Linked DNA regions of Mus musculus: all the other regions are linked to region 1. The links are chromatin contacts, called in public HiChIP or PLAC-seq and promoter capture Hi-C maps. All regions are on one chromosome and are shown on one strand. The core of a region is the stretch at or near the end of the contact, and the rest is flanking DNA. Distances in the headings are between cores, read along the strand shown.

Region 1 (5,955 bases), core at 2,024-4,523:
GGTTCTTTCCAGCTTCTGGCTATTATAAATAAGGCTGCTATGAACATAGTGGAGCATGTGTCCTTATTACAAGTTGGAACATTTTCTGGGTATATGCCCAGGAGAGGTATTGCTGGATCTTCCGGTAGTACTATGTCCAATTTTCTGAGGAACCGCCAAACTGATTTTCAGAGTGGTTGTACCAGCTTGCAATCCCAGCAGCAACAGAGGAGTGTTCCTCTCTTTCTTTCTCTTTCTTTCTTTCTTTCTTTCTTTCTTTTTTTTTTTTTTTTTTTTGGTTTTTCGAGACAGGGTTTCTCTGTATAGCCCTGGCTGTCCTGGAACTCACTTTGTAGACCAAGCTGGCCTCGAACTCAGAAATCCACCTGCCTCTGCCTCCCAAGTGCTGGGATTAAAGGTGTGTGCCACCACCGACCGGCTTTTTTTTTTTTTAATTAATTTATTTGAGTGTTCCTCTTTCGATGTGGGGCAATGGGCTATGCACAGACAGTCTAGTCTCCAGTCGAGTTGAAGTTGTGAACCCCGGTGAAACCCAGTGGTGATAATTTTCATCTACACGGGATAACCTGGACTCCTGGCTCCAGTCAAAGTTACTGCTCCCACAGCCCCCACAGGAGAAGCCCCCACGTATTCAATGTCCCAAGCTTCTGACTTTCAGACTAGACTCCTCCCAGTTACCTAGCAACAACAATACTAGGCCACTATAAGAGGGGCTACTTGGCCCCTCCTCACTCTCTTACTCTCTCTCCTCACTCTCTCTAGCCTTTCCTCTTTCTCTCTCTTTCCCCCTTCCCTCCTCTTGGCCATGGCTGGTCTCTCTCTCCCTCTCTCTTTCCACCTTCTCTCCTTTCTCCCTGCCTTTCTACAATAAAGCTCTAAAACCATAGACTGTCTCTGTTCACCAAGGCTCACTGTGCTTGGATGATGGGATAGGCTCTCTCCTAACGAACTGTGCCTAATTTCACGTCAGACGGCCTTCCTGTGCTCCAGCCACGGACTGGACTAAGGACACTCGCCTGCGTGGGAACCTCTCTCCCTCTGCCCTCTTCTTGTATCCCTGGGGCTGAGAGTGTTGTCCTGGGGCCCCTATTCTTTTCTCATCTCCTCTGCTGTATCCAGTGTGGGATGCCGGAGACTGAGAACCTGGTATGGGGGCTGCCCCTTGTCCACCACCCGCCTAGCTGGGATCAGTGGCTCCACACAGCCAGACACCCATGCAGGGCCACGTGGAAAGGGTACGGCAGTCCTCCCCCATCTGCCCGCCCATCTGCCCGCCCAGAACACAGGAACTCTGGTTCGAGGCGGGCTCTCTCCCTCGCCCCTCTTTCCCTACACCCACGCCCCACATTTCTCCACATCCTTGCTAGCATCTGCTGTCACCTGAATTTTTGAACTTAGCCATTCTGACTGGTGTGAGGTGGAATCTCAGGGTTGTTTTGGTTTGCATTCCCCTGATGATTAAGGATGTTGAACATTTTTCAGGTGCTTCTCAGCCAAAGAATTCACTGCTACCAGACAAATATACAGACCATTCAGTAAAAGCAGTCAAGGGCCAAAGGAACATTTTAAACTGTCCATATCTCTCTGAAACATTTGGAATTTACAAAGACAAACTGGCTACTCACACCTCCTAGGTAAGGACAGAGATTTTGTTCCTTTCTACCTGCTGTTTCTTCTCACTTAAGAGGTACTAATATTTGTTGAATAAGTACACTCTTCTAGAATCATCAATAATCATTATTATAGGTTACAAACTCACGTGTCAATAGCTAATGGTCAAGGTGATAAAAGGGTAAACAGCCACAGTTTAATAATACGTTTTTATTTGAATATTTAATTAGGGCTAGAGAGATGGTTCCCTGGTTAAGAGTGTTGTGCCCAGATTGTAAAAATCCCAAGGAGAGGACCAGGAATCATACCCCACTGTAATCGCATGAGGGTCTTTATTTAAGCTCGAGCTTGGGCCACCAACCTTCCTGACAGAACAGGAAAGAGTGAACCCCCAGGCCTAAGTAAAGGGGGTTTATAAAGAAAAAAACCCGCAAGCGGGTTTTTGTGTTGGCAATATAGGAGAGGGTAAAGGAATGCTGTCCTTTAAACCTGATAACATTTGTTCAGACAGCAGGGCAGAACCGTGTAGCTGAAAAGGTACCTTTCTGACCTGGGAAGAGTAACTTGTGCTATCAGAACCGCTTCTGATATGTTTACAACCGGCCACAGCTGTCTGGGAACGTTTGTCTCTTTTTCATAGTCTAAGAGTGGGCTATTATCATTTCAAGGGTATTGGCTTCGGTTTCCTTCAACAGCAAGGAGCCATCTGCACTGTGAGAAATGTTGGTTGTTAATCAAAAGGGGTCGAGTTTAAGTGACGTGGAGGCTAGGGTATGCTGCTTTTCTTTTGTTCTCAAGGCTGGCATTTGCCTTTCCCCACCCCCCGCGGGGGTGGGGGTATCGTCAGGGAGAGGGAGGGAGTAATAACTGCTCTAGCTGCGCAGGGTCAGGAGAGTGTAGGATTTGATGTGCAGGTTTCTCTTGTCTGAGCACTGGCTGCTCTTCCAAAAGATCCAGCAAGTTTGACAATTAGGAGAGTATATACCTACCTGTCTTAAGTTGTTTTCTGAACTAAGCTTTAGATAACAACCTCGTTAGCATCTTTTTCTCCCGCTACAAAATACAAAACAATTTCATTTCCTGGGTAGCTCAGTTAGGTATAACTCCAAGAACGAAACTGAATCCCAGACTCGACCTCATTCCGGCATTCATTCCAGGACTGAGGATTCCTTCTCCAACCTTGATTTCTGTGGCCCGGATCATACGATGAACGCTTGCGGGAGACCTTTGCAAAGATCTCTTCCAGAAACTCCTGTCTCCAGACACTGGAGGTCAGGCTAAATTTAGATTCAGTGGCAGCGAAAATGAGAGTGACCGGCTTCTGCAAAAAGCATTTTTCAGATGTCTACAAGTGTTCTTCGGAGAGAGCGCCTTGGCTCGGGGACAGACAGGGGAAAACGACGCCCAGCACCCTCAAGTCAGTCCCCGGAGCGCCCCTCAATCCGCCATCTGGCTGGCTGGGAGCCGTCGATGCGCCGAACCTAGGCTGAGGAGGAAAAGCCTACGTAGTAATGATGCTCTAGACACGCCAGTGGCCCACAGGAGAAACTGATTGTCACCTACAGACTCGGGAAAGGGGCGGGGCGGAGGTGTACTCCAAAGCGCCTGCGCAGAGCGTTGGTTTCCTGGGTGTCGTTTGTAGAACTGCGGGAAGAACCGCCCAGTGCCCGGTGTGCGCAGGCGCACACCGTCTTGTAAGCTCTCGGTCTTGTAGGATCTCGGTCTTGTAGGAGGGCCGGTCCCCGAGCGGGTCTCGGGGCGGGGCCCGGGGCGCGGCTAAATGCGGAGAGAAAGTTCGCCTGTCACTCACAGCTCGCTGCTGTTCCACTGCCACCAAGTTCTCTGAACTGCGAAGGTCATGCTGCCCAACACTGGGTAAGAGGACGGGGGTGGGATGGGGTCAGGGGCCAGTCGGCAGGTCGCCGGCGCAACCCAGAGCCGCGCGCTCTGGAACACCGGTTCGCGGAAAGATAGAGTCGCTGGGACCTGCGCATGCACGAGAACCCAAAGTTCTGTACTACTGAGACTCAAAAGTTGTACACTGCAAGGGGCAGTGGTGTCAGATACTCCACGGGGAAAGGTCGCGAGCGTAGGTGTCCCCGACGACCCGTTGTAGCCCCATCTCGCCTTTAGCTTGGCCTGGTGACAATGTTGCTTTCATCTTCTAGGCGAAAGGTCGCTTGAGACAGTGACTTCAGATTTTCTGTTTGTATGCTTGATTGTAGAATAATAGAAGAATGGTGTTTTGAAAATGGTTTTCAAGTTAGTAGCGAGTTAAAATGTTACAATACGAACATTTCTGGTAAGGGGTTTATTTATTTATTTTACTTAAAAATGAAGTATATTTATCCCAGCCTAGCCAGGTGCGGTGGCGCCTGCTTTTAATGCCAGCACTCAGAAGCAGGGTCAGAAGATCTATTGATTCGAGGCTGTTCTGGTCTACATAGTGAGTGTGCTAGGCTCACTCTGTCAGCAAACGCTACAGAGTTAGAACCTTGTCTACACCCCCTCCCCCAAGCCCACTTATATAGAGACACAATTGTGCAGCCAGTCACCAGGACTTTACAAAATCAAAACAAATACCCATTAAACAATGTTCTTCCCGATTCTTCTTGCCCTTGGTTCCTGCTGAACTCAGGTAGGTCCACTATGTTCTATAAAGTTTATCTTAAGCAGAGTGACAAGTTAAGCCCATTCTGTAATTAGTTTGACACATATAGACAGCTAAAAGACTTAAATAGTTCAAAAGGGTATAAGTCTCTTTAAAACTCCAGTTTCTTTCTGTTTGTATTTTTTGTACTTATCAACATATTTTGTATACCTTACAGGGATACCTTCTTTTTAGAAAATAGTAGCAAACTCCATTTTGGGCTTGCTGTTTTTACCTGACATGTCTTGGCACATACTTAGGTTTCCAGTACACACAGCTTGTCTTTGTCCTCTTGTTTTGTTTGTTGTTGTTGTTTTGAGACAAGGTTTGTCTGTGCCCTAGCTATCCTGGAACTCTCTCTGTAGACCAGGCTGGTCTTGAACTCAGGGAGTTCCTCCTGCCTCTGCCTCCCCAGAGTTGAGATTAAAGGCATGAGCCTGTCCTTGTCCTCTTTAATGGTTGCAAACTATTATTGAAGACCATTATGTACTTAACCTGTTTCCAATTGTTGGATATTAAGTCATTTCCAGCTGTTTGTTATCTTTTTCTTGGTGGTGTTTTATTCTATCTTTGCTTCCATTATTATTCTTTTGTTTTATTTTGGTTTGAATTGAATGTAAACGGGGCTGGTGAAATGGCTCAGCGGTTAAGAGCACTGACTGCTCTTCCGAAGGTCCTGAGTTCAAATCCCAGCAACCACATGGTGGCTCACAACCATCCATAGTGAGGTCTGACACTCTCTTCTGGTGCATCTGAAGACAGCTACAGTGTACTAATGAATAGTAATAGATAAATCTTTTTTAAAAACTATTTAAAAAAAGAATTGAGTGTAAACCTGGCTGTCTTTGAACTTGTGATTTGAACCAGGCTGGCCTTGAACTCACAGACATTTGCCTGCTTTTACCTCCTAGGTGCTGGGATTAAAAGTCTGTGCCACCATGCCTGGCTTTACTATCCCTCTATGTGTCTGTTTACACATAGATGAATATACTATCTGGGATAAATTCTTGAAAGTGAAATTGCTAGAACCAAGGGAATATATTTTAAAAATTTTTGATACTACAAGACAGACAGGTATTCACCACCAAAAGAATTGCACCATCAAAAGTGTTATTGAGAGTACTGAGCCCAATCTAGCCAGTCACAGGTTCTGAAGTTTGAAAAACTAAAGACCCTAGAATAGCCTGAAAGGGGGAAAAAGAATGAAGTGAACTGGCTTTTCTGGATATTAAAGTGGTTTATAAAACTAGAGTAATTAAAAATAGTTCTAATACAGACTAAGTAAATTCTTTGGGAACCCATCCAGTGGCGGGGGGGGGGGGGCTCTTCATTATAGTTAAAATTTGTATTATTTTTTCACTAGTGAAGGTGAGACAGTTTGGCCTCCAGAAGACATTTGGCAATATCTAAGGAGACAGAGTATCATAGCTGAAAGGGGATGCCAAGTGGTGGAGCCCCTAGATGGATGTAAACTACTTACAAGCAGTAAACATCCCCTGATAGTGGAACTGTCTAGTTCAAAGGGTCAGCTCTGCAGAGACTGAGAAAGTGTGGTTTAAAGCCATTTCTGTATCTTTTTACTGACCTGGTTTAACCAGCAAGGTGTCTTTGTCATTGTGCTGTGAGACCTGGGACAGAATCCAGGGCTTCGTGCATGTTCAGGCGAGCACCTTTTCAGTCTCTTGGCCCCGAGA
Region 2 (5,955 bases), core at 1,053-3,552, 2.9 Mb after region 1:
CATCCCACGTCAGCAGACGCATCTGCAGCCGGTGTGCCATGGAGATCAAGTTCAGTGCAGATCCCAGAATCAAAGGAGCTACTGAGCTGGTTCAGGCCACCCCTCTACAGGCTAACAGTGGCTCTTTTCCAGGCTGTGTAGGTCAGAGGGGTAGGCTGTCCCAAGGCACTTTGGAAATGGCTTTCAGCACAAGATCCTGGAATGAAAAATCGGTAGGTGAGGTAGATGCTGAGGCCCTGCTGTCAGAGACTGGCATCCTGGTGTACCAAGTATGTGACCGGAGGAAGTTACTCTAAATACCCGTGAGTCTCATCTGGAAGAGAAGCACGAGGGTGCCCACCTCACAAGATCTTGGGGCTGGAGCTAGGGTTGTGGCTCAGCTGGTTAGAGTGCTTGTCTAGTACACATAAAGCTAGGTGTGATCCCCAGATGGAATAAAGGAGGCATAGTGGCAGGAGGAAGAGGCAGGAGGATCAGAAGTTCAAAGTCTTCCTTGGATATATGGCAAGTCTGAGATTAGCTGGGCTAAATCTGGCTTAAAAAGTAAAACCCAGGGCTAGAGCGATGACTCAGTGGTCAAGAGCATTGGCTGCTCTTCCAGAGGACCTGGGTTCAATTCCCAGCACACACATGGCAGCTCACAACTGACTGTGACTCCAGCTCCAGGGGACAGTCCCTCACACAGACACACATGAAGGTGAGAAAACAAATCATTTAAAAAAAAAAAAAAAACACCCAATGGAAAATTTTGGACTAAATGAAATAATTTATGCATTTGTTTCAAAACACATTTCTGGACATCTTATGAGTCCGATGTTGGGGAATAAGACAGTTTTCCATCCCCTGTGGCATTTCTAGGTATTAAATACTAAGGGTTTCTCTGTAGACCAAAAACCTATAAAACAAGCACAGTGAAGTTGGTATGTGCCATGAGGCTATAAATCTGGAACCAAAGTCAGTCTTTGAACTCAGGGAATTTCCTTAGCAGGTTGAGGAATCCCGAGGAAAGAACATACAGAAAAAATATATATAAACTTCCTTGAGGCTGGGCAAAGTCTAGTGCTCTGGGCAGAGCTGAGCTCAGGTGCATAGCCCTGTAGGTCAAAGTCAGGAAGCAGTTATGCCTGCCATTATCTGTATGTGGTTTTGCCTCCATGTATATAAGTGCACCTCCGTCACGCCTGGTGCCTGTGAAGCCAGAAGAAGGTGTCAAATGCCCTGGAACTGGAATTTCAGACATTTGTGAGCTGTCACATGGGTGCTGGGAATCGAACCTGGGTCCTCTGGAAGAACAGCAGTGCTATTAACTTCTGGGCCATCTCTCCAGCCCATGACCCTTTTACAATTATTAGAAAATGGTGCCCTTGTTTAAGAAACCCATATTTATATTTGAGTATGCTTGACTTTCCTCAGAGTCCTTCTTTCCCCCCTAACCCTCATGCTTAATCCTGCATTAAAATGTTATTAATAAAATTTCCAACTTGGCTTCATTTAAAAAAATTACTAGTAATGTCAAAAAAGAGAAAGGTTCCTGGAGACTCTGACCAACAACATAACTGGTGAGGAGCTGGTGGAACCAGAGAGGGGCTGTGAACCTGCCAACAGCCTGGATTAGAACCCAAATGTCCAGACTCTAGCCAGGGCTGCCTTTGCTTACCCATGTTTATATTCTTTTAAAAGTTGGATTATGTTGAGCCTGGGAAGAGTGGGACAGAAGACAGTCCGTTCCAACTTGGCTCTGAGCTGCAAGTTCTCCCTGGAGTTATTAGTGCCAAATACCCAACTGTCAGTTCTCTGCCTGGAGTCAGAGACTGATTGCAGGTTTGTCTCCAGACAGAGGGGACTGCTTAGCTGTGTCTTTCAATCTGTGGGGTCCGGGGTTCATTCAGAATGCAGCCAAACAAAACAGAGGTGAGGAGGGGTGTGGGGGCGGGGCGCGTAAAGAAATGTGACAAAGAAGAGATTTAAGTCAGCTCGAAATAGTGAGACAACTTTAAAAGGGCTCTCATCGAGCAGGTAGGTAGGCTGAGGCCCAGCCAGGAACCAGACTGGTTCCGAAAGTCCTCTGGATGTCTCAGGACAAAAGTCATAGCGGGGCTGGGGCTCCGCTGCAGGACTGACTACCCTAAAAGCAGCGGGACGCGAGACTGGAGCCTCCGGGGCCAAGTCCACTGCTGGCTGGCCTCCAGCGTCCCCAGCTCGACTGCACGGATTCCCACGGTTTAGCACCCTCCACCCAGCCCCGGGCCTCCGCACCCACCTGGCTCGGGAAAAGAGACCTGAGACGCAGCGGCTGCTCCACCGGCTCTATGTAGGCGATCAGTAGCTCGCGACCCTCGGACTTGCCATTGATTCTCGCCCCGCCCCACTCTAGGCGTCACCAAGCTCCTCCCTCGCGCCCGTCACTCGCCACGCTGAGTCTTGGGCCTCTTGTCCCTTAGGTTACCCCGTAGCTTCCCTGCTCCCTGTCTCACGCCCTCTCACCGTCCCCTGGCTTCTTAAGGTCACTGTCTCACCCCTCATCACGTTCCTCCCCACTGCCCTTATACTCATTATCACAACCCAGGTGTTCTCTTTGCTTCTCATCTCTATCCCCCGGCCCCCGCCTCCGTGGGATGGAGACACTTAGGGGACCTAGACTAACTTGGGAATGGCAATGGCGGGGAGTGGGGTTAGGGCTCAGGCCGGCTCCCCAAACGCAGTGAGGACTCCAGCAAGGCTCTGTCCCTTTCTGTTCTGAGAGACCCCAGTTGGTTCTAGAAGGGAACTTCTTGTCTCACACACACAGTTTGTTGACTGCAATAACCTAGACACTTGGTTTTAAGATAGGGTCTCACTATGCAGGCAAACGGGTCCTGAGCATCTTCCTGCCTCAGCCTCCCAAGTGCTGGGATAATGGGCGTGCCACCGCCGTGTCTGTCTAACCTAGTTTCTCTCTGTAAAAAAACAAAAAACAAAAAACAAACAAACATTTAAAGGAAAGAAGAGTTTCCCTTTAAATGCGGTTTTCATAACTGAAATACACGTTTATATTCAAAAGTACCGTTGAAAGCAAAAAAGCAAAGCTTTCCTCTCAACCTAGTTGATTCGTGAGGTGCCAAGTAAGCACCTGTATTCTGTGTCTGACGCGTGGATAGAGCAGGAAAATGTCAGTTTCCTGCCTACGCGAACATGGGAGGATCAGGCAAAAACCAAGTTCATAACGGAAATGAGCTGTAAGTGCTGCCAAGGAATTGGCTGGGGGGCAGGGGCAGGAGGGCTTCCCTCTGCTCTTTTCTTCCCCTCCCCCACAGGTACCCTCTTAAAACATCTTCTGTTATCTCCTGGCTCTGTGGACTTTAGATGGACTCAACTCCCTCTCCCTGGGCCTCAGAAAGCAAAGTGCAAAGTCACAGAGCAGTCAGCTCACCTGCCAGACTGGTTTTGCCGAACAAGCTTGCTCCTCAGAAATGGAGGTAGAAAGGATAGCCAGGACATCAGAGGCCCACCTGTTCTTCAGAGAATCCTGGAATCCCTGACTGTATCTCTTTTCAGGGTCACCTCAAACCTAAGCCTGTAGGTTCTGATTCCAACTCTGCCACCCTGGAGACTAGACACGAGTAACTTAGTAAAGCTAGAATCCAGGCTAGCTTTAAGTAGATTTCCAAGATAATCAATGTCAGCTGCCATTTGGTAGGTCTCTCCATGTGCTGTTGGCACAGTGACAGATGGTTGATATCAAGTCAGATCACACAGAAAACCTCTTTGAGCATTTAAGAAGATTCTTTTCAGGAGAGAAAACAGACTTCTAGGTGCTTAAGGGTTTTGTTTCAGGTCACATACTACACAGCACGCTGCCCATCTCCAAAGAGGGTTTGCCAGCGTGTATTGATTGGCTCACCTGGGCCAATGACCTTGACCTAACTGTTGGGCCACTAGAATCTACTTTTTATTGTCTCTAGGTTAGCAGCAGCAAGGAACAATACACAGATAAATAGCCTGGGATGTCATAGGAAAGATGGTGGTGGTCTTTGATATTCTGAATCTAGCTTCTTTTTGATTTGCAGCTTCAAAGCTGGGTACACTTAGCCAGGTGTGGTGGTAAACCTGCAAGTCCAGTTAGGAAGCCGAGGCAGAAGTTACAGACCAGCCTTGGCTATGGAGCATGATCCCATTTCAAACAGAAAAACATATGTACCCTTTAATGGATGTTTTCATCCCATAACTCAGTTATTAAAATCCCCTGACAGTTTCACCCCTTGGTCCATCGGAGCCCCCTGGCTTCTTACTCTGCAGATGCTAGCTTGTGGTGTTTTCTCTCTGGGAAATCAAATCAACCCCTGACCCTTGTTTGATTTTTCAAGATAGGGTTTCTCTGTGTAGCCTTGGCTGTCCTAGAACTTACTCTGTTGACCAGGTTGGCCTTGAACTCAAAGATCCAAGTGCTGGGATCAAAGGCATGCACCACCCCCTGGCTGGGAAATAAAGTTTCTTATATGAAGTATTTTCCATCCTTGAGTCTCCTGTTGAAGACACAGGGAAACCAAGGCAGGGCACAACTGCCAACCACACATCTCTCATTACTTTGAATTTTTCATTTACTTAAAAATTTTTTTCAGTTAAAACAGAAAAAAATGTCTACACTGGGTGTGGTGGTACATGTCTTTAATCCTAGTATTCAAAAGGCAGAGGACAGGAGGACATCTATGACTTTGAGGACAGCCAGGGATACATAGTAAGATCGTATCTTTTAAAAAGTAGTTTTTTTTGAATTTTCACAATATGAATATATACTCTTGTGTCTGCTATCCAGATCTCCCCTCCAATCTAGATGCCTAGAACATCTCTGTTTTCAGTTGTTTATCCCCCAAATGGTAGCAAGAACCCCCACCTTGCCCCTTTTTTGATATAGGATTTCATATAGTAGCCCAGAAATATGGGGTTGCCCTATTTCATTCACAGCAATCCTCCTGCTTCAGTTTAAGTGCTGAGATATAAGCATGAGCCACCATGGCCCACTTCTTTGTGTGTGTGTGTGTTGCTGGGATTGAACCCGGACAAGGTGAGTACCCTTCTACCACGGACCTGTCTCCAGCCTCTCCTAGGTTCAATTGTAGTTTCACTTGTTTGTGAGCTGGGTATATGTTGAATCACAGCAGGCATGTTCTTCAATCTTCCTTTGCATCTATGTTTTATTAATTATTTTATTAATGTTAATCCATATCACACTGTGTGGCTGTCTCATTCGTCCATTCACAAATGAAGTACATCTCACTGCTGATGGACATTTGGGTTAGTTCCAGTTTGGGTGGTCACACATATCAGAAAACATTACAAATGTGTCCCAGAGAGCATCAGTATACATTATCGATAAGTAACTAGGTGTGGAAATCCAGGTACCATCAGTGTGTTTCATTTCAGTAGATAGAGCCAGTTTTCTGAAATGGCCATACTAGTAGCTTGCATTCAGATGTTCTCCATTCTCAACAAACACCTTCCTTCCTTCCTTTCTTTCTTTTTCTTGAGACAGGATTTCTCTGTGTAGCCCTGGCTGTCCTGGAACTCACTCTGTAGACCAGGCTGGCCTCGAACTCAGAAATCCGCCTGCCTCTGCCTCCCAAGTGCTGGGATTAAAGGCGTGCACTGCCACCGCCCGGCTTATCATCTACCTTTCAATGTTAGGACTCTGATGGACTTATGAGGTCTCAATGCTTCCATCCCATTGGTGCTCATGCATATGACTGTCAGAGTTGTTGCTGCATTGCCTAGGATGATGCTCACGATCCTCCTGCCCCCAGCTGTCTAGTGCTGGAGTTATAAGAATGTGCCTCCATACTATCTTTGATTAATGAGATGTAACAGAGTAAGACACAAGCTAAGACCAATCCCCTGTTTGCACAAGTTGGCAACACAGCCCCAGGTTGTTTAGAGAAGTAAACAATATATACATGAGTACCAGAGTGGGCATGTGGTGGT
Region 3 (5,955 bases), core at 986-3,485, 2.9 Mb after region 1:
ATTGTTGAGGCAGGCCTCTAAGTGAGATATGCTGTTACTTTACTGAATTGAGGAGAAAAGGGAGACCAGAGGAATCAGGCAATCTGACCAAGACCTACAACCAGGAGCTGTATAACCAACAACCCTACATTCCTATGTCACCTGGCATAGAGCATTGTGTGTTTGAGTGGCCTCGTGTCCATACTGGAAGGATGGCTCCACTCAGTACGACTCTGAGTGGCTTCAGGGCTTTTGGCTGCACTCAAATCTGGGGGCTAAGCCAAGACTACAAAGGAAAAGTTTTATCCTCTTTATGTAGTAGTGGCTTTGAGGGTTTCCAGTGTAGAGATATGCAAGCCCCCAAGAGGCCAACTTTGGGCTAGGAGCAGTTTTCCCCACATATCAGGAATACCAGGCTGCATGACCTGCAGAAGGCTCCTTCTGGGTTCAGTTTGATTCATCAAAGAGGCAGAAAGAGCCTCAGAAGTTAGTTGTTCTTGAAATGGGTATTTTGGTATTTTGTGCTTATTTGCATATCCCATTGTCTTCAAAGTTACTTTTTCATCAATGTCAATTTAAAAAAGAAAAAGCCCAAATAATCAAATTCAGGAAATTTGAATGCAAATACACTACTTGGAAAATCAGCCCTTTCAATGCTTCTCAATACGTTGTAACTTAAAAATTACTCATCCAGGTAACCAGAAGTTAAACTGCTTGGGTTTTGGTATCATTGCCATCAATCAGCAACTGAGACTCCACACGTTACTTAATTTCCATAAAATAGTAATCAGGCATGGGGTTACTTAGAGAGTGAAGGCGCTTGCTGCCAAGTCTGGTGACCTAGGTCCAACTTCCAAAACCTACATGGAAGGAGGGATCCTATTCCTGCAAGCTGTCCTCTGGTTTACGAATGCACTGTGGTACATACACTTCCAAAGTATTCAAATATTCTCTCTCTAAATAAATAAATGTGATAAAAATTGTCATAAGTGTTTTTCCTTTTGCTGTTAGCACTGAGCAGCTGCTGTGTGCCTGACACTGTTCATAACTTTTCTTTTTTGCTTTGTTTTGTTTTAAGACTATCTCCCTCTGTAGCTCTGGCTGTCCTGGTGGCCTGGAACTCGCTATGTAAAACCAGGCTGCCTCTAACTCACAGAAATCCATCAGCTTCTGCCTCTTTTTTTTTTTAAAGACTTATTTATTATATGTAAGTTCACTGTAGCTGTCTTCAGACACACCAGACGAGGGTGTCAGATCTCATTACAGATGGTTGTGAGCCACCATGTAGTTGCTAGGATTTGAACTTGGGACCTTCGGAAGAGCAGTCAGTGCTCTTAACCGCTGAGCCATCTCTCCAGCCCAGCTACTGGCTCTTGAGTGCTTGGATTAAAGGCACATGCCACCACTCACAGCTTGGTTTTTTGTGTTTTGTTTGTTTGTTTGTTTGTTTTATTTGTTTGTTTTGTTTTTTTAATGTGTCTTTGAGACAAAGTCTTACGTAACCCAGCTGGCCTCGAACCTTATATGTTTGAGGATGACCTTGAACTCCTGATCTTCCCACTTCTATCTCCCAAGTGTTGGGATTACAGATTTGTGTCACCATAACTGACTCATTTCATGTGCTTTCATTTATATACTCCTCAACCCAAGTATGAGAGTGAGATCGCCTCAACCCCCTTTAACAGTCAAGCACAGCTGAGAAATGAGCCTGTATTTAAGACACATGCCTAAAGCTGCCCCTCAAACACGCTGTTAATGCATTTAGCAAAAAATCTGACACTTCGTAACTGCTTACTAAAGATTCGTATAGGCACTAGAATGTCAGTTGTTTTTTTTTTTGTTTTTTGTTTTTTTTAAATCAAACACATCACGTATCTTGAGGTATTTCTTTTCTTTTTAAGATTTATCCATTTATTTAATGTATGTAAATACACTGTAGCTATCTTCAGACACACCAGAAGAGGGCATCAGATTTCGTTACGGGTGGTTGTGCGCCACCATGTGGTTGCTGGGATTTGAACTCGGGACCTCCGGAAGAGCAGTCGGCGCTCTTAACCGCTGAGCCATCTCTCCAGCTCCCAGCTGTTTGTTTTTAAAACTCTGACACAACACAACTTAATCCTATAAAGAACCACAGCCTACAGATGCAGGCGGAACCAGTGTGGTGTGGGTCAGCGCGCGGGCGCAGCCTGGGAGGGGCGAAGCCAGAGAGGGCGGGGCCTGGAAGGGCCACGCCCTCGGTACCTGCGACAGGTGGAGCGCGCGGCCTCCGGCTCTCGGCCATGTCCGCGGATGTCTCCGGGACGGAGTCCGGGTCCGAGTCCGGGCCGGAGCCGGAGCCGGGACCGGAGCCCGGACCGGAGTCCCGACCGGAGTCCCGGCCGAAGCCGGGACCGGGACCGGAGCCCAGACCCGAGTCCGGGCCGGAGCCGGGGCCGCGATCCGGACTGAGGAGGGGACCGAAGCAGGGGTCCGAGCGGAGCCAGTTGTGCCCCGAGCACTTCGAGCCTCTGAGCTGGTTCTGCCTCTCGGAGCGACGGCCGGTATGCGCCACCTGCGCCGGGTTTGGCGGCCGCTGTCACCGGCACCGCATCCGTCGAGCGGAGGAGCACGCGGAGGAGCTGAGAGTAAGCGGGCGTGGGGCCGGGAACTTTCTTGGGGCGGGGGAACTGGCAGGGACCAGGGACCGGGGTGGGTGGGTGGGGGATAGTGGCTTTTCTGTGGCTTCCCTTGCAGAAGGAGGTGGTTAAAGGTGTGACCTCTGGAGTAAACTGGATCGGAGTTTGAATCCTGCCCCCTCCCTGTGAGTCACTGATCCAAGCTTGGTGTCTCTCACCAGTAGTTTCTAGGCATTCATAACACCACGTGATTGTTATAGCTGACCTCGTAAAAACTTAGTCCCCCCCTAACCTCTTGACTTAGAGTCACCCTCTCCCCCCTTTCAGGTTTCCTGGTGAGGGATCCAGTTCCCTTCCAACCTGGCCAGACTGTAATTGAAGTGATGGATAGGGTGGAAGAATAGCAGGGCACTCTATCTCCTAAGGTCTCCTCATCTCTTGGTTCAGTGTGGCTCTAGGCTGGTCATTTTCCAGTTACACCCTGATCCTTTTCCCTGAGCTGCTGAGATTGGAGGCCAAGTCACCTTGGTGCAGCCGTCGTCTTCCTTTCATTTTAGCTGAGGCCCCTGGGGAACTCCTTGCAATTTGATTAAATGGCTTAATTCTCCCAACCCCACCCTGGCACCGAGCCCTGCTGTGCACTGAGAGCTGTCGCTGGGGACATCACCTACTCAAACCAGATTGTAATAAACACACCTCCCTGGAAACTGGGGCCGGTGGAGTTCAGTTACTCAGGGATGGTGAAAATAGACTTGAGAAAAGTTGATATAAATCAGCTTGCATCATGGGTAAGGCTTTTACAAATTCCTAAGGACTTAGATACTTATCATCGAGTTCCATCCAGGCTGAAGCGTGGGTTCTAACTAAGGTTTTTCAGACGAGGAAAAGGGCCCACAGGAGGATGGTAACTCTTAATAGTCAGGGTTTAAGAGGGGGAGATTCATTGACCGGGCAAGAGGAAACCACTTTTTGATCTCAGTGGTTATGAAGAGGAAGTGACCTCATGGAAAACCTTGAAAGTAGCCTTCATGCCTGTATGAGTGGTGAGAGGGGTGAAGGCCAGGGCAGGAGAGCAAGCTTGGTACTCTGCCCCGGGTGCCTTCCCTGAGCTACCCTAACACCTTACACCCAGCCTTGGTGTAAGGGAAGTGAGTCTTGCCATCTTTCTTTTTACTTTAGAGTTTTGGGTTGTTTTGTTTTGTTTTGTTTTTGATGCTGTGTTTAACCAGAGCCTCATGTATTTTAGATCACTGAGCTGCATGTCCAGCCCTAGAGTTTACAATGCTTCCAGCATCCTCCTCCTATCCCTCCATCCTGTAGAGAGATTGTCTCTGGAGCATAATCATTACTGACCTGGACAAAATAGGACTAGTTCAACTGCTCTTAGCTTCTGGATTCATGCCTTGAAGCTAGTTAGAAGCCAGGCTCAAGGTAGGATCCAGCCTAGGTACCCATTAGTGATGAATGGATAAGGAAAATGTAAACATATGCACGTGTATACATGCACTAGAGTATTAATCCATACTACAGAATAAGAGTGTGTGATTGGACTTGGGAGGCAGAGGCAGGAGGATTTCTGAGTTTGAGGCCAGCCTGGGGTCTACAGAGTGATAATGGGAGGCCTGAAGGTTGACAAAGGAAGCCCAATTTTGGGTTTAGACAGGATTCCTCTGAGGTGGTGACCATCTGGATAAAATAACAGAAGTGGAAGTAGTCAATGGTGAAGTGAGGAGAAGAGAGAGGAGGAAGGGAATTGGGGACAAACCCATCAAGACCCAAGTATCTTTGAAATAGGTGTTCTCTGTGTAGCCTTGGCTATCCCAGAACTCACTCTGTAGACCAGGATGGCCTCGAACTCACAGAGATCTGTCTGGCTCTGCCTCTTAAATGCTGGGATTAAAGGTGTATGCCACCAGCACCTAGTTAAAACTCAAGTGTCTTGATGGCTCTGAATGAGTTACTGGAATGGGGAGTCCAGCATTAGTGATCTAGAAGGAAAAGACATGATAGGAATATGTGGGATCCTGGACATAAAGTTTTGCGGGTAGTATTGGTTTTGATAATGATGATATCTGGGTTTGGACCGTAGGAGTGTGTGATTAAGGACAGGGTAAAAAAGGAAAAGCCACTCAGTGATCGAGCGGCCCATTTGCATGAATAAAGATGCTGTGCTGTCATCTGTGTTGCAGAACAAGATTGTGGACCAGTGTGAGAGGCTGCAGTTACAGAGTGCTGGCATCTCCAAGTATATGGCCGAGGTCCTGCAGGGGAAGAACCAGAAAGCAGTGGTAATTCTTCCCCTCTTCTCCACAAAGTGCCTCCTCCTAGGATAAGAGCCTCGCCCAGGTCTAGGACAGCCTAAGATCCCTTTCCTAACTTATAGCCCCATTGTGGCACTGGTGGAGGTGGGTGACTCTCCTACTACACAGGCTACAGACTAGAAAGCAGTATTCTCGGGAGCTTCAGATTAGAACGTAAAAAAGATTAGTACCTTTCTTTACACAAAAAGTTTAGATTTATTTGTTTTATGTGTATGATTGATTTGCTTGTATGTATGTGGGCCATGTATATACCTGGCACCCTCAGAAACCAGAAGGGGGCATTGCATCACTTAGAACTGGAGTTATAGATTGCTGTGAGCCACTGTGTGGGTACTGGGAAACAAACCCAGATCTTCTGCAAGATCAACAAGTGCTCTTAACCACCAAGCCATCCCTCCAGCCCCATACTTAAATCTTTCAATATGGAATTTTTTTGTGTGCATCCCTAGGATTATGAAATTCCCTAGGGACTTCTACATGGGTTCTTTCTTTCTTTCTTTCTTTTTTTAAGATTTATTTATTTTATATTTGCTAGTACACTGTCACCGGAAGAGGGAGTCAGATCCCATTACAGGTGGTTGTGAGCCACTATGTGATTACTGGGAATTGAACTCAGGACCTCTGGAAGAGCAGTCAGCGCTCTTAACCACCAAGCCATCTCTCCAGCCCCTACATGGATTCTTCTTCTTCTTTTTAACCAGTCTGAAGTTTGAACCCAGGATCATGTATATGCCAGGAAAATGCTCTATCATTGAGCTACATCTTCAGTTCTTTTGCGATATTCTTTTGTTTTGTTTATTGAAACAAGTGTTTCATGTACCTAGACTGGGCTCAAATTTGCTATATAGCCAGGAACTACTGGTCTCCTGCTTCCATTTCCAGAGCACTGAGATTACATGCAGGTGCCTCTATGCCTTTGAAGTGTTCTTACAACAATTTTATGCAGTAGGTAGCAGTAAGCGTCCCTATTGGAGATGGGGAAATAAGTCTTAGAGAAGTTAGTTGACTTACCTGAGGCCCCACTGCCTCATTGCAGA
Region 4 (5,955 bases), core at 1,965-4,464, 2.8 Mb after region 1:
CCTGGTCCTCAGTTGAGCTAAAAAGGCTTTGAAGCCCTGGGGACCCTGAAGAGATGGTAGGTAGGACCTTCGCCTGCTCCCAGGCACCAGGCCCCTGTCACTAACTGCAGTCCCCCATAGATTTGTGGCCATCAGTCATGTAAGGGCAATGCCCCAAGCCCCCCACCCCCAACATAGATGAGGCATCACTAACATCTCAGACCAAGACAAGAGGAAAAGAAACGTGACCACCATAGGATCAAGCCAGATCTCCATTCTAATGAGTTGCCTAAAGGCCTGGAGGGCATAAGCAATAAGCTTTCCTTCCCAGACACTCCTCCCTGCAAAATGTATTTAACCTCAGGCCCACCCTGAGAAGTGGGGGCATGATTTTATACATCCACTTTCCTCTATGACAATAAATGCCTTACTACTATGGACTGCCTCTTTTCATCGGGATCCACCATGGGGAGCCATGGAGAAGGCCTTCGACTATAGAGCCACTGTCTAGTCCTGTAGAAGGCCTTTCTGCACTCCCAGCCACCACTGCCCACCAAGCCCAAGCCCAAGCCTGCAGTCAAGCCAAGGACTCTCCCCGTGTGACCAGCCATTGTTCCCCTTCCCCCCACCACACACAGCCAGCCAGCTGCTCCCCCACTCCATTCTCAGCTCTTCTGGGGCTCCCAGCGGGGCCTGGATGTTGGAAAGCCTGAGAACCGACCACCCCAGCCTCATCACAAGCAGGCAGACCCCCAAACCAGCTCCCACTGTTCCATGCCTCAGACTGCCCGCTTTCCCACCAGCAATGTCCTGGGGCTTCCCTATGGCCCAGCACCAGCCCTGAGCTGGCATGAGGTAAGTGCAGTCAAACTCCCTGTGTCCTGCCTCCCCAAGCTGCAGAGCAGACTCAAGACCCACAACCCTACACTAACTTTTCTTAAGTTCTAGACTCTACCATTATTGGGTTTTTTTTTTTCACTTTAGTAACTAAAAATTTTTGCCTCTTAAAAAAATTATTTAATTATGTATTGGGTGTTGGTGAAAGCACACAATTCACAAGCATCGGTCAGAGGACAACATCTGGGGTCAGTTCTCTCCTTCTACCATGTGGGGCATCACACTTAGCACAGGTTCCTTTACCCACTAAACCGTCCCACATTCGCATTCTTTGTATTATTTTAATACAGACACCTTGGGAAACTTGAAAAATTATTCCAGTTTTATAAAGTTGAAGCAAACAGTTTAGTTAATATCAGAAGCCGGGCAGTAGTGACACACACCTTTAATCCCAGCACTCTGAAGTCAGAGGCAGGAGGATGTCTGTAAGTTTGAGGTCAGCCTGGTCTACAGAACATGTTCCAGGACAGCCAGGGCTACACAGAGAAACCCTTCTTGAAAAACAAAAAATGTGGGCTGGAGAGATGGCTCAGCAGTTATGAGCACTGATTGCTCTTCCAGATATCCTGAGTTCAAATCCAGCAACCACATAGTGGCTCACAACCATCCGTAATGAGATCTGACACCCTCTTCTGGTGTGTCTGAAGACAGCTACAGTGTACTTACATATAATAAATAAATAAATCTTTGGGCTGGAGCAAGCAGGGAGAGCGGGGCCTGAGCAAAAAAAAGAAAAACAAAAAACAAAACAAAACAAAAAAAAAGCTAAATCAGCATTCTATAAAAGTTACACATAGGGGCTGGAGAGATGGCTCAGTGGTTAAGAGCATTGACTGCTCTTCCAGAGGTCCTGAGTTCAATTCCCAGCAACCACATGGTGGCTCACAACCATCCGTAACAAGATCTGGCGCCCTCTTCTGGAGTGTCTGAAGACAGCTAGTGTACTTACATATAATAAATAATTTAAAAAAAAAAAAAAAAACAAAGTTACACTTAGACCACTAAAATAAAAAGCTAAATGATAGTGATCTACATGAAAGTTTTGCTATAGTGTGCATTCATAGAAATTATTATTGCGTGCATCCAGAACGAAACAAAACACTACAATGTATAGGAAACATTTACACTTCTCTCAGGAGGCTTAGCACAGCAAGGGGTGATCTAATCAAAACACTGGCCCGTGACATTTCAAAACTGCTTTATTCTATCAGATACTACTTTCTACCAGATCCTTACGTAGAGAAATGGAAGTCAGCTCCAAGGGGGAAAGGAAGAAACACTTAGAAAAACAACAACAACAACAATAATTCCCTACTTGCGAGGGAACTTTCTGAAAGCCTCACCACTAGAGAGCAATAATGAGTACGAGTTAAAAGCGCGGCTCGGCGGCTCGCGACCTGCCACGTTACTAATTCTACTACTACGGCTCCAGAACGACCTTTTCTCACCAGAATGTTTTTTGGTTTTTTTCGGGCTTGTACTCTTGTCCGTGACTGAGATGACTAAAACAGAATAAGCTCGTTGCGCGTAACTCGGCATTAGTAAGTCCTCGAAAAGGAAGTGCTCTTCTAATTGGAGTTGTTCGGGGCAGGGCCTTGAGTGTGGAAGTGAGTCTGTTCAGCTCGGCAAACGCGCATATTTTTGTAACCCCCACAACTTTCATGTAAGGATTTTTTTTTTAAAAAAAACCTTATCTCTGATGGCCTAACATTCATTGGAGCTACTACTGCTGATATGCTCTTTATCTGGAGCCTTCATGGACCCTTTATTTCAAAGAACACAGACAAAGAATAGGCTGTAGACAAGTAAACCCACAACAAACTAGGCCGCAGCTCCTCCACCACATCTCTATTTTAGCCTTAGAAGGTCTTAGAGTTTAATATCTTCTTGAAGCCCAAACTGATTACGTAGCCACCGAGTTACGAGGGGCCCCCGAAGGACTTCCGTCGTGGACAACAGTCCTCTTTCCCAGCTCCAAGGCTGCAGAAGTCTAGGGAGAGATTTCCATGGCAACACAGGCCTCAGCTTCGAAATGGCGGAAGGCCTCCCGAAGGATAACAGAGACCCTCGTTTTGTTCCAGATTATGGTTGCGATCCGCAAACCTACCTCTTTTCAGGCCTCTGCAGTTCCCCAGAACCTCAACTCCCACCATGACTCCATTGCTGCGCAGCCCAAACTACACCTCCCAGGCTGCTCTGCGCCTCTCTTCCCATGCTCCTCTTCTCCCGCGAGGTTGTGTAGCTCTGTAAGGCCACGCCCCTCGACTCCAGCCGACCTTTGGCAACTACCATTCCCAAGATACTTCGCACGTAGTACGTTTCTGATACGTTTCCGGCCAGTGACGCACTTCCACTTTGCTAGGCGCGCGGTTCCCGGTCTGAAAAGTAGAACGCGGATTTGGCTAGGGCCTCGCGTCTCCGCCGCCCGGCATGGCCTCCTCACGAGCCTCCTCCACGGTACGGAGCTCTGGATCTAAGCTCAGGCCTGCCCTAGAGAGGCCGGGGGTTCCCGTGGGAAAGGGCCGTTACCTTACGGGTCTGGGCCGAGGAGGAGGAAAGCTGAGGGACCCTAGTGTGGACCTTAGTAGCCTTTTCCTGATGTCTTCGTGTGCTGCAGCTCTCTTTGCACTGCTCTTACTTAAGTCCTGAGCAGAGACCACTCTTTCTGGCTGCTCCAAAACACGGTGCTTTGGAATCGGGTTGTGTCCTGACTTAAGCTGTCCGACTCGTACTTACTATGATGAGGCTTCCCAACTTGTAATCGGCTCTGAAAGTATTTGAAATGTGTATTCCAGTCACATCGTGACTTGGTGCACCTAGAGCCACCCTGATTGTTTAGGTTGTTTTTAGTGTCTGCCCAGCAGTGAGAAGTTATTTTCGTAAAACCGGAGATTGCTTTTCCAGTCGATTAAAGTAACGGGCCCCAAAACAACCAAGACACTTCAGGCAGAAATTGATTGGTCGTATTTGTGTGCCAAACTTAACAAGAGCCTTAACTCGCACAAAGTCAGTTTCGACTTTCTCCTCTAGTTTTGAGAGGAAAGAAGATGAAAGTGCAGCGTTAGCTTCATTCTTTTGGGAAGCATGGTTTGCTGGAACTAAACCTTAGTCCGGGTCTTTGATTTAACAGACAACCAAAACCAAAGCGCCTGACGATTTAGTTGCTCCCGTTGTGAAGAAACCACACATCTACTATGGAAGCTTGGAAGAGAAAGAGCGGGAACGCCTGGCCAAAGGAGAGTCTGGGATTTTGGGAAAAGAAGGACTCAAAGCCGGCATTGAAGCAGGAAATATTAATATAACATCCGGTAAGATGCAAATTGCAGGTCATTACCCCCACACACACACCCTTTTTTAAACAGTGCTGGGAATCCAACCCGGGTTTTTTTTTTTTTTTTTTTGCATGCTAGGCAACTGTTCTGCCACTGAGCCATACATTTCCATCTCCCCCCACCCCCCACAGTCTCTTACCTTTGACCTCAAACTCCTCCTGCCTCCTTCCTGGTCGCCACCATGTACTTTTGATGATTCAATATTCTGATGAACACCTTCCCAAACCACATAGTATTAGGTTTATAGGCCAAAACCTTCTATTGGTCTGGGGAGCTAGTTCAGGTGCCAAAAGCTTTTCTCTGTGACCATTAGGACCTGAGACTGAGCCCCAGAACCCATGTTTTTTTACTGGCTTGTTTTTCCTTTTTCTAAAAAAAAAAAAAAAAAAAGTCAATGTGGTGGTACCTACTTAGAATGAAATGTTGGGAAGACATACTTGCAAACGCGTGCAACCTTACCCTTCTGTTTTCACCTTTGAGCCTGTGACTTTACCTGCTTGACATCATCCAGTGAGTGGATTTCTTGTATTCTCTACAGTTCCTTGCAGGAATGACTCGTGGTCTCTGTAGACTTCTTGAGTGGATTTGTCTTTGGGAGATGTAACCTAGTTCTGGCATTGGTTTATAACTGTTTATAGAATTCTTTCCTTTACTTTTCTAGGGTTTTTCTTTGTGTTTTCCTTTTTGTTTCTGTTTTTCAAGACAGGGTTTCTCAGTGTAGCCATGGGCCAAGCTGGCTGGCCTCCAACTCAGAGGTTCTCCTGCCCCTGTCTCCAGAGTGCTGAGAATAAAAGCATAAAAAAGAATAAAAACCACTACCTGCCTAGTTTAACTTAGTTATTATAAGTATTTAAATGTGCACACTTTTTCCCTGTACACATATACTATTCTTAAATGTCTTCAAGCCTGTCTCACTGGGGGTTAGGAGGGGCGAGGGGTTGTGGGTTTTAAAACTAATCGCCATAGTATCCAAAAAGACTTACCTTGTTGTCAGAGGAATCCTGTTTTTCCTGGTCATTATTTCCTCTCACTGTGTGTGAATGCTCTCCTGGGGGTACTGTTTTAGCAGGTAGGAGTTGGGCTTTCCAAATAAGAAATGTTCTAAGCTATAGAAAGAGATAGTGAAATAAATGGAAGAGGTGGCCTGGCCCTCCTGCCCTCAGTTTAAAGCATCACTTGGGTTTATGTGTTTGCTATCATTTAATAAGCTGAGAATTGAAAATGGTAAGCTATAAAAAGTAAGATAGATTAGATACAGTTCTTGCATATGCTTACAACTTTTCAGCTCTTAAAGACCAAAACAAATTTCAGTATTAATAAGATGGACATACTTGTTTATTGATAGAGAATTAAATGTTAACTGAAATTTTAATATTGTAAGTCAGGGCATTTTGAATATTTTTCATAATACTTTGATTCTTTCTTTCTTTCTTTTTTTTTTTTTTAGTTAGCAACTCAGATATTGTGCTGAACTTAACAGGCATACACTGAGCTTCTCCCCATCGTCCAAACAGCAATTCTAAATAAACAAATATTTTAACACGGTATAGTCCAAAGATAAAACTATTTGATATTTGATGCTGAGGAAATTAAATGTTTTCCTTATAACTTTGTACAGTGAAGACATTGCAATTCATCAGATGTAATGGCCTCTGAGCCACTTTGCGTGTGGTGTTCCTTAGTGTCATATGGCATGGCAGACAATAAGTACATTACAGAATTGCACATGCTCAGCACCAAGGCTGCA
Region 5 (5,955 bases), core at 1,528-4,027, 2.7 Mb after region 1:
TGCCCATGACAACAAAGTGAAACTAAGTATTGCTGTGAGTATAAAGAGCATAGCAGAAGCAGAGAGAGCTTGTAGCACGTTATTAGGTAATAAACATAGAAACCACCAATATTGTCACAGATCCCTGTCAAGTGGGAAGGGGTCTCCATAGGCCTTGCCACAGTAGAGTCCCATCAGTGAATCTGTTTCCCTGCAGATACTGCCATGGCCACCGCCAACTCTCTCAAAGCTAGGAGCGCAGATGCCTGGAAGACAAAACATGGGACATTCCGTGGCAGGGGAAAGGGACATCAGGGAGTCTCTGGCTCCTCGAGAACTGGAACTTATGAAATAGGAATCCCGAGGAGCTCCCCACAGGGCTTAGCCACCCAAGTGAGCAGAGTCATGTTCAGGAGCAAAGGAGGGCTCAGGAGCAAGGAAAGACATCAGTGTCCCAACAGTGGCAAAGCCCACGTAGAGAGAGGAACCTGGAGCTTAGGAAGGAGCTAATCAGTGCTCCAAGCCTGTAGAAAGGGCAAAGTCTCTGCTTGGAAGGTGCTCGGTGGATCGACCCCAGATGACTTTCCATGTATGCTCCCTGCTGCTGCTGAGAGCCCTCACTGTCATAGTCCTCCACCCTAGCCCAATGCTCACGCCAGTCTGGTCCCCATCCTAGCTCTGTGCCCACCCCAGCGCCATCATAGCTGCCAATTCTCGTGTCCCATGGTCGGAGTTCTGAGTAACTCCGTTGCGTCCCTTCTTTGATCTTTGAGACTCTTTACCTCACAGATTTCATCCTTTTTTTAATTCCTGGACCATCTCTAGGCTGCCTGAAATGCTTTTTAAGGAGCAGGATAGATTAATACATAATGGCTAGTCGGATTTGCCCCACTACTAGCTGAGTAACCTCGGTGCTCAGTTAATAGGGCCCTATGCTTCTCTCCGGGATGCCGCCGCCTTTCCTGCCTAGATTTTGTCTCAGGATCCAGATCTATGCTGTGGAGATAGGGGAGTGAAGTGAGTCCACAGGCTGTCTAAAAAGAATCCAGAAAGAAAGAATCCTGACACAGACCCCAGTGTGGATAGCTCTGGTGTAATGTTAAGGTCTAGAATTCTGTATCTGAGTCCAGTTCCTTTTCCTGGGAGCCAGGGAAAGGGCAGTCAGTCTTTGGTGGATTATGAGTAACCAGCTGCTCTTGAATACAGGATTAAAAGCTGTAACCATAATATCCACAAGGAAGCTAGAACTAAGTGTGAAGGTCATCAGATTGGGGCAAAGCCAACGAAAACCTTCGAATGAATGAGGCTAAGTTGCTAATCTTTCCATGGGTAATAAGGGGGAAGGGGCATGCATTGGCACAAGAGCCTACTCATGGCTGCTACTGTGGGAGGCATAAAGCAATAAAAAGTAGCCCCAAATTTCCAACTCCCTCCATTGCTTTTGGGTTCCAGAGGCTTCAAAAGGCCTAGCCCATTAGCCACTGAGGTTAGATAGATTTTTACCCTCCTGTGAGTCCTGCAGATATGTTTTCTCTGAGGCTGTACAACTCCCCTTAGCTTTGGCCAAACTCTGTGTGACCCTGAGCTTAACCTTTTGCAGGTGGCTCTCTCACAGGGTGGAAATATTTGCTGTTAATCATGACAATGGCTTCCATTTATCACACAAGGCTCCACTGCCAGGTTTAATGCTGAGAATTCAACCTGTGTTTTCATCTAAGTCTTTCAACACCTATGTGACATAGACTCTAGTATATATTTATTTTTAAATCTGATCAGGAAGCTGAGCCTTAGATGTATAAAGCTGTTTATCTGAGGCCTCATGGCTAATACTCCAGAACTCAGGATTTGAGCTGAGATGTCCGACTCCAGTCTCAGTGTCTCAGCTAACCCTTGGTCAGAGTTCTTTGAGGGGAACATATGGGCAGATTGGTTGGCAAAGGATTGCCAAGTGTGTTTAAGAACGTATATGAAAGATTCTTGATGTTAGGGAAAGAATTAATGTTAAAAGTTTGATATATATTCCTGATAAAATTAAATCAGTGAGATGAAAAGACAATACACACACACACACACCAAAAAAAAAAAAAAAAAAAAAAAAAAAAAAAAAAAAAGCAATGGAAATACTAACGAGAGAAAAAGTTTATCAACCTAGTAAGAAAACAAATACAGCCTAGTGCGTGTGAGGGAGAATGAGAAAAAAGCAGTCCGTAAGCCGAAAGCAGCCCTGGGGTGTAATGGAATCTGAGCCCCGACCTTGGACTTCGGGACTGTGAGAAACAAATGTCCATGGTTTATAAGCCCGCAGTCTATTATAGTTTGTTAATGTAGCCCAAATAAACTAAGATTTTTTAAATTACCTACAAGGAAGATGAAAACCTTGTGCAATATAGAAACGTAATCATTGTGAGAATGTACACAGAAAGAAAATTACAACTGTGCACTGCTGTGTGCTCATCAGATTGTAGAAGATAAAGTGGCGACAGGGAGCGTCTAGGGCGTAGTTGATTTAATGCACTCCTAATTTGTTGTTTTTGTGTTCCTGGGATGAACCTTTTAATTTTGCACTCAACATGTGTTAAGCTTAACGAGATATCTGATCAAAAAGTAATAAACATTTTCATGCTAATTGCCAAGGCAAGGTCAATTACAGGTTGCCTGGGCCGCTGGGGATTTCGGAGATGTCGCACAACTCAGGGGTTGTGCGCGTGGGTCCCCCGCGGTTGGCGTGGCCTGGGCCGTGAGGTGGCGCGCGAGTGAGGACCACAACTCCCAGGCGCCCGCGCGCCACCTCACCGGGCCACGTGACTCGCGTGGCCAGGGCGCGGTAGCAGCCGCAATCCTAGTCGAGTCCCAAGTAGAGTCCTGAGTAGAGTCCCGGGCTGAGTCCCGAGCAGCGAGCGGACAGACGCGACCCGGGCGGCCGTCTAGTGTGCTCACCATGCCGGTGAGTCTGCGCTGTGCAGCGGAGGGGACGAAGGTGGACGGGCTGGGCGGTACCCTGGAGATCCTCGCAGCTCTCGACCCCGGGGTGGGGTGGGGGGGAATGTGTCATCGCCGCTGTCACAGCAGGAGTAGGGCTGGGGAGCGCGGCAGGAAAAGCTAGCTGTGGCTCTGGAAGTTTGTCCCTCTCTGTTAGGTAGGAGTCAGTCACTACAGCCAGGCCAGCCCCAGCTGGGACGCTGCAGGTGGGTTGGAGAGCAAGGACAGCTGTCCGCGGTCCCTTCCCGGGCTCTAACCAGATTTAGGGCATTCCGGAAAGGTTTCCTCCAAGGGTGGTCCCGCAGGGTTCAGCCCCTGAGTACACTCCCCCCGCCCACCCCCACCCCCACCCCCACCCCCGGCTCGGCCTGTCCTGGGCAGGTTCCTGGAACTGTTTCTTTAACATGGACCCAGTTACTCCCCCACCTCCCAATCTTTCCTATGAATCCGAAAGTAGGGCTTTCAACAGACGTGTTTTCCTGGTGAGGTTCCTCTTAGACAGAGAATGACAGCTTGCAAGACTCTGCTCTCTGAGGAAATCCTCTGTTTCTTCATGTCACAAAGGTGTCTGAATGTACGACAGGAAGTCTAGCCAGGCTGTTTGGTGGAGAGGCGTCCCACCTCCTGCAGATCCATTAGTACAGGAAATGGATGGGAAACCCTTAACAAAGGTCTCCAGGCAGTCAGCAGCACCACACAGGCCTCCATCCTTTTCTGGTGTCTGGTTAAAAACGAAGGCACTTTTCTTTAAATTTAACCACAAATAAAAGGAAAACAAAAAACAAAAAAAAAATCAAGTCTTGAGAATGGTTCTTTTCTTGGCTACGGTCCCTCCTCTGTGAGGTGCCGCCCTGCATAAAGCCTCGATAAACTGCCATAGAGGCAGATTTATCTCCAGTGGGAACTCGATAGGGTTCTGCCCTTGCATACCTCACCGCAGAACCTGCCAACTGAAAGCTGCGGTCCCTTTTCCTAAGTCTGGGTGTGCTGATTTCAAATCCTTTTCTTTAGCCAAAATACAGAAGTGAGGAAGGGCAGGGGGAACAGGAGTTTTGAACTCGGTAGGAAGTGGAATGAATCATTCCTTATGAGTGAGGACACCCTGCAGTCTGTCCTGACAGCTGCCTCCTGTTCCTGCTTCCCAACTCTCCCAGGCAGCTGCCTCTCCTCCCACAGGTGGCATTGTCTCCAGGACATCACTGGGCCTCCCTGCTCCTCCCTGCTTCTGTCCCCTCCTGTCCCCTCCTGTTTCCATCTCCCTTGCTAAGTGGTTCAGATGCCCCCAGCCTTCTCTCCTTGGTCTCAGCCTGCACATTTCTAGCATAAGAAAAGGAGAGATTGCTTGAGAGAGGTGTCTAGGTTTTCCTGTAGATGCAAAGGGTGTTGGCTTTTTTGTTTTTGTTTTGTTTTGTTTTGTTTCTTCTGAGGTAGTTGGCCTGGGTCCAAAGAATGATAGAATAAAATGAGTTGTGGAAACTCCCAGTTGACCAGATGAGCTACCAAAGACATTCCATTCATGCATGCCAACTGCTTTACCAGCCAGACTGGGTGAAGGCGTGCTGAGCACAACCTCCACCTGGCAGAGATGGTGCGGGAGGTCTCTCCTGCAGGCCTATGAAGGCACCTGTGGTATACATGGAGTTATGCCTGTTTGCTTCACAATATTGTTCTTTTGTGAGCATTTTCCCCAGGCCATTAACTATTCATGTGGAATTCTAACGAGGAGCCTCAGGATGGTGGAACTCAAAATTATTTTCCTATTTGGTACTATTTTAGCTATTTATATCTGCCAAGTGCTGCTTTCATATTAGGAAGATAAAGTACTCACTCACTAGTCATCATGATTCTGAAGTGACTACTCGTATCTCCAGATAGAGGCTCTTACGTAATTTACAGGGCCAGTACCTACCTGTACCTAGTAGACAGGGGATGGGGTGATTCAGACCGCTTCTCTAGGCATGCCCCTACAGACACCTGCCCCAGAAATACCCAGAGTGCTTATGGCGCATGCTACCATTTGAAGCTAAGAATGTCAGCTGGAAAGTTGTAGGACTCTAAGTGCATGGGCCTACAAACAAAAGCTCAGTTAAGTACCTGGCAATAGCGAAGGTGGGATGGGAACTAAACATGGTGCAAGCCTGTGCAGGGCCTCGGAAGACAGAGGGCTGTGCGGTGGTGCTATTCAATCAGATCTCTGCAGATCTAGGGTCTTCAGGGGGGTTAGCTCTAGTGTAGGCACAGCAGTGTTGCTGATGCAAGTCAGAACTAAAAGGCCTATGTGCCAAGTACAACAGCCATCCCAACATTCCAGTTCCACAGGGGTCAAGCCTAAACATGGGGAATAGAACACACACAGTTGAGACATCCCTCTCTACTCACAAGTAGAGACATAGTTTTTTTTTGGGGGGGGGAGGGGTTGTTGTTTGTTTTTTGTTTTGTTTTGTTTTTTGTTTTGTTTTTTGTCTTCTCTTGTTTGTCATTGTGCCTCAGTGTCGGAGTGAAGCTCACAATGGGAGCCTCTCTGCATCAAGTTCACAGGGATCTGAGAAAGTAAAGCCAGACCAAGGGAACGTCTTCCTGGGGGTCAGTCTCCATTTTACAGGTGGGGAGGCTGAGCTCCAACAGGAGCTTGCTGTGTGGCTCTTCCTATGAGAAGAGGAAGGCAGAGACGGGATGTACAGATTCAGAATCTGTGTTCTGTCCACTTGGCTTTGCTCCTCTGTTCAAACTGTACCACGCACAGTGAGCATCGGAACCCTTTCCTCAAATGGGTCATCGCAAGACCATTTGGCTCTTCTCCTGGGTTCTGATTGACAGGTCTAAGTAGGCCCAGGCACATGTATTTTTAGTAAAGCCCTGGGGTCTTAAGGGAACGTGATGTCCTTCACTAAGCTGCTTGGGCAGCGTGGAGCTTGTTGGCAGTCTCCACACTCAGTGGCTCACCTGTAATTCGCTCTGTGTATGTAGAACCAGGCCTGTGCACACCTGTGTTTTGTT

Evidence for each region. Promoter capture Hi-C pulls out the DNA fragments that hold promoters and counts their contacts. HiChIP or PLAC-seq counts read pairs in DNA pulled down with a chosen protein or histone mark.
Region 2: an H3K27ac HiChIP or PLAC-seq map of hepatocytes shows a contact between it and region 1, with 14 times the contacts expected there. The contact joins the promoter of Hdhd3 here to the promoter of Hsdl2 in region 1. A contact is called at or near these places in 1 of 39 promoter capture datasets (stem cell-derived epiblast-like cells) and 1 of 115 datasets of contacts at active chromatin or transcription factors (hepatocytes).
Region 3: a promoter capture Hi-C map of liver shows a contact between it and region 1, with 6 times the contacts expected there. The contact joins the promoter of Bspry here to the promoter of Hsdl2 in region 1. A contact is called at or near these places in 2 of 39 promoter capture datasets (liver and second pharyngeal arch cranial neural crest).
Region 4: a contact with region 1 is called in an H3K4me3 HiChIP or PLAC-seq map of stem cell-derived neural progenitor cells, with 8 times the contacts expected there. The contact joins the promoter of Prpf4 here to the promoter of Hsdl2 in region 1. A contact is called at or near these places in 1 of 39 promoter capture datasets (liver) and 2 of 115 datasets of contacts at active chromatin or transcription factors (astrocytes and stem cell-derived neural progenitor cells).
Region 5: a contact with region 1 is called in a promoter capture Hi-C map of embryonic stem cells, with 3 times the contacts expected there. The contact joins the promoter of Slc31a2 here to the promoter of Hsdl2 in region 1. A contact is called at or near these places in 1 of 39 promoter capture datasets (embryonic stem cells) and 1 of 115 datasets of contacts at active chromatin or transcription factors (astrocytes).

Annotation. Positions count from the first base shown.
Region 1 is chr4:59,578,290-59,584,244 of GRCm38.p6, forward strand. Hsdl2 (hydroxysteroid dehydrogenase like 2) reads left to right here and starts at 3,274. Exons shown (of 11, transcript NM_024255.3): 1 at 3,274-3,486. The coding sequence starts at 3,470.
Region 2 is chr4:62,499,898-62,505,852 of GRCm38.p6, forward strand. It overlaps Hdhd3 (haloacid dehalogenase-like hydrolase domain containing 3), which reads right to left and starts at 2,303. Exons shown (of 2, transcript NM_024257.1): 1 at 2,261-2,303; 2 at 1-196. The coding sequence starts at 40.
Region 3 is chr4:62,477,832-62,483,786 of GRCm38.p6, forward strand. It overlaps Bspry (B-box and SPRY domain containing), which reads left to right and starts at 2,236. Exons shown (of 7, transcript NM_138653.1): 1 at 2,236-2,606; 2 at 4,787-4,885. The coding sequence starts at 2,262.
Region 4 is chr4:62,405,569-62,411,523 of GRCm38.p6, forward strand. It overlaps Prpf4 (pre-mRNA processing factor 4), which reads left to right and starts at 3,215. Exons shown (of 14, transcript NM_027297.3): 1 at 3,215-3,333; 2 at 4,007-4,184. The coding sequence starts at 3,307. It overlaps Cdc26 (cell division cycle 26), which reads right to left and starts at 3,057. Exons shown (of 4, transcript NM_139291.4): 1 at 2,984-3,057.
Region 5 is chr4:62,283,652-62,289,606 of GRCm38.p6, forward strand. Slc31a2 (solute carrier family 31, member 2) reads left to right here and starts at 2,778. Exons shown (of 4, transcript NM_025286.3): 1 at 2,778-2,923. The coding sequence starts at 2,918.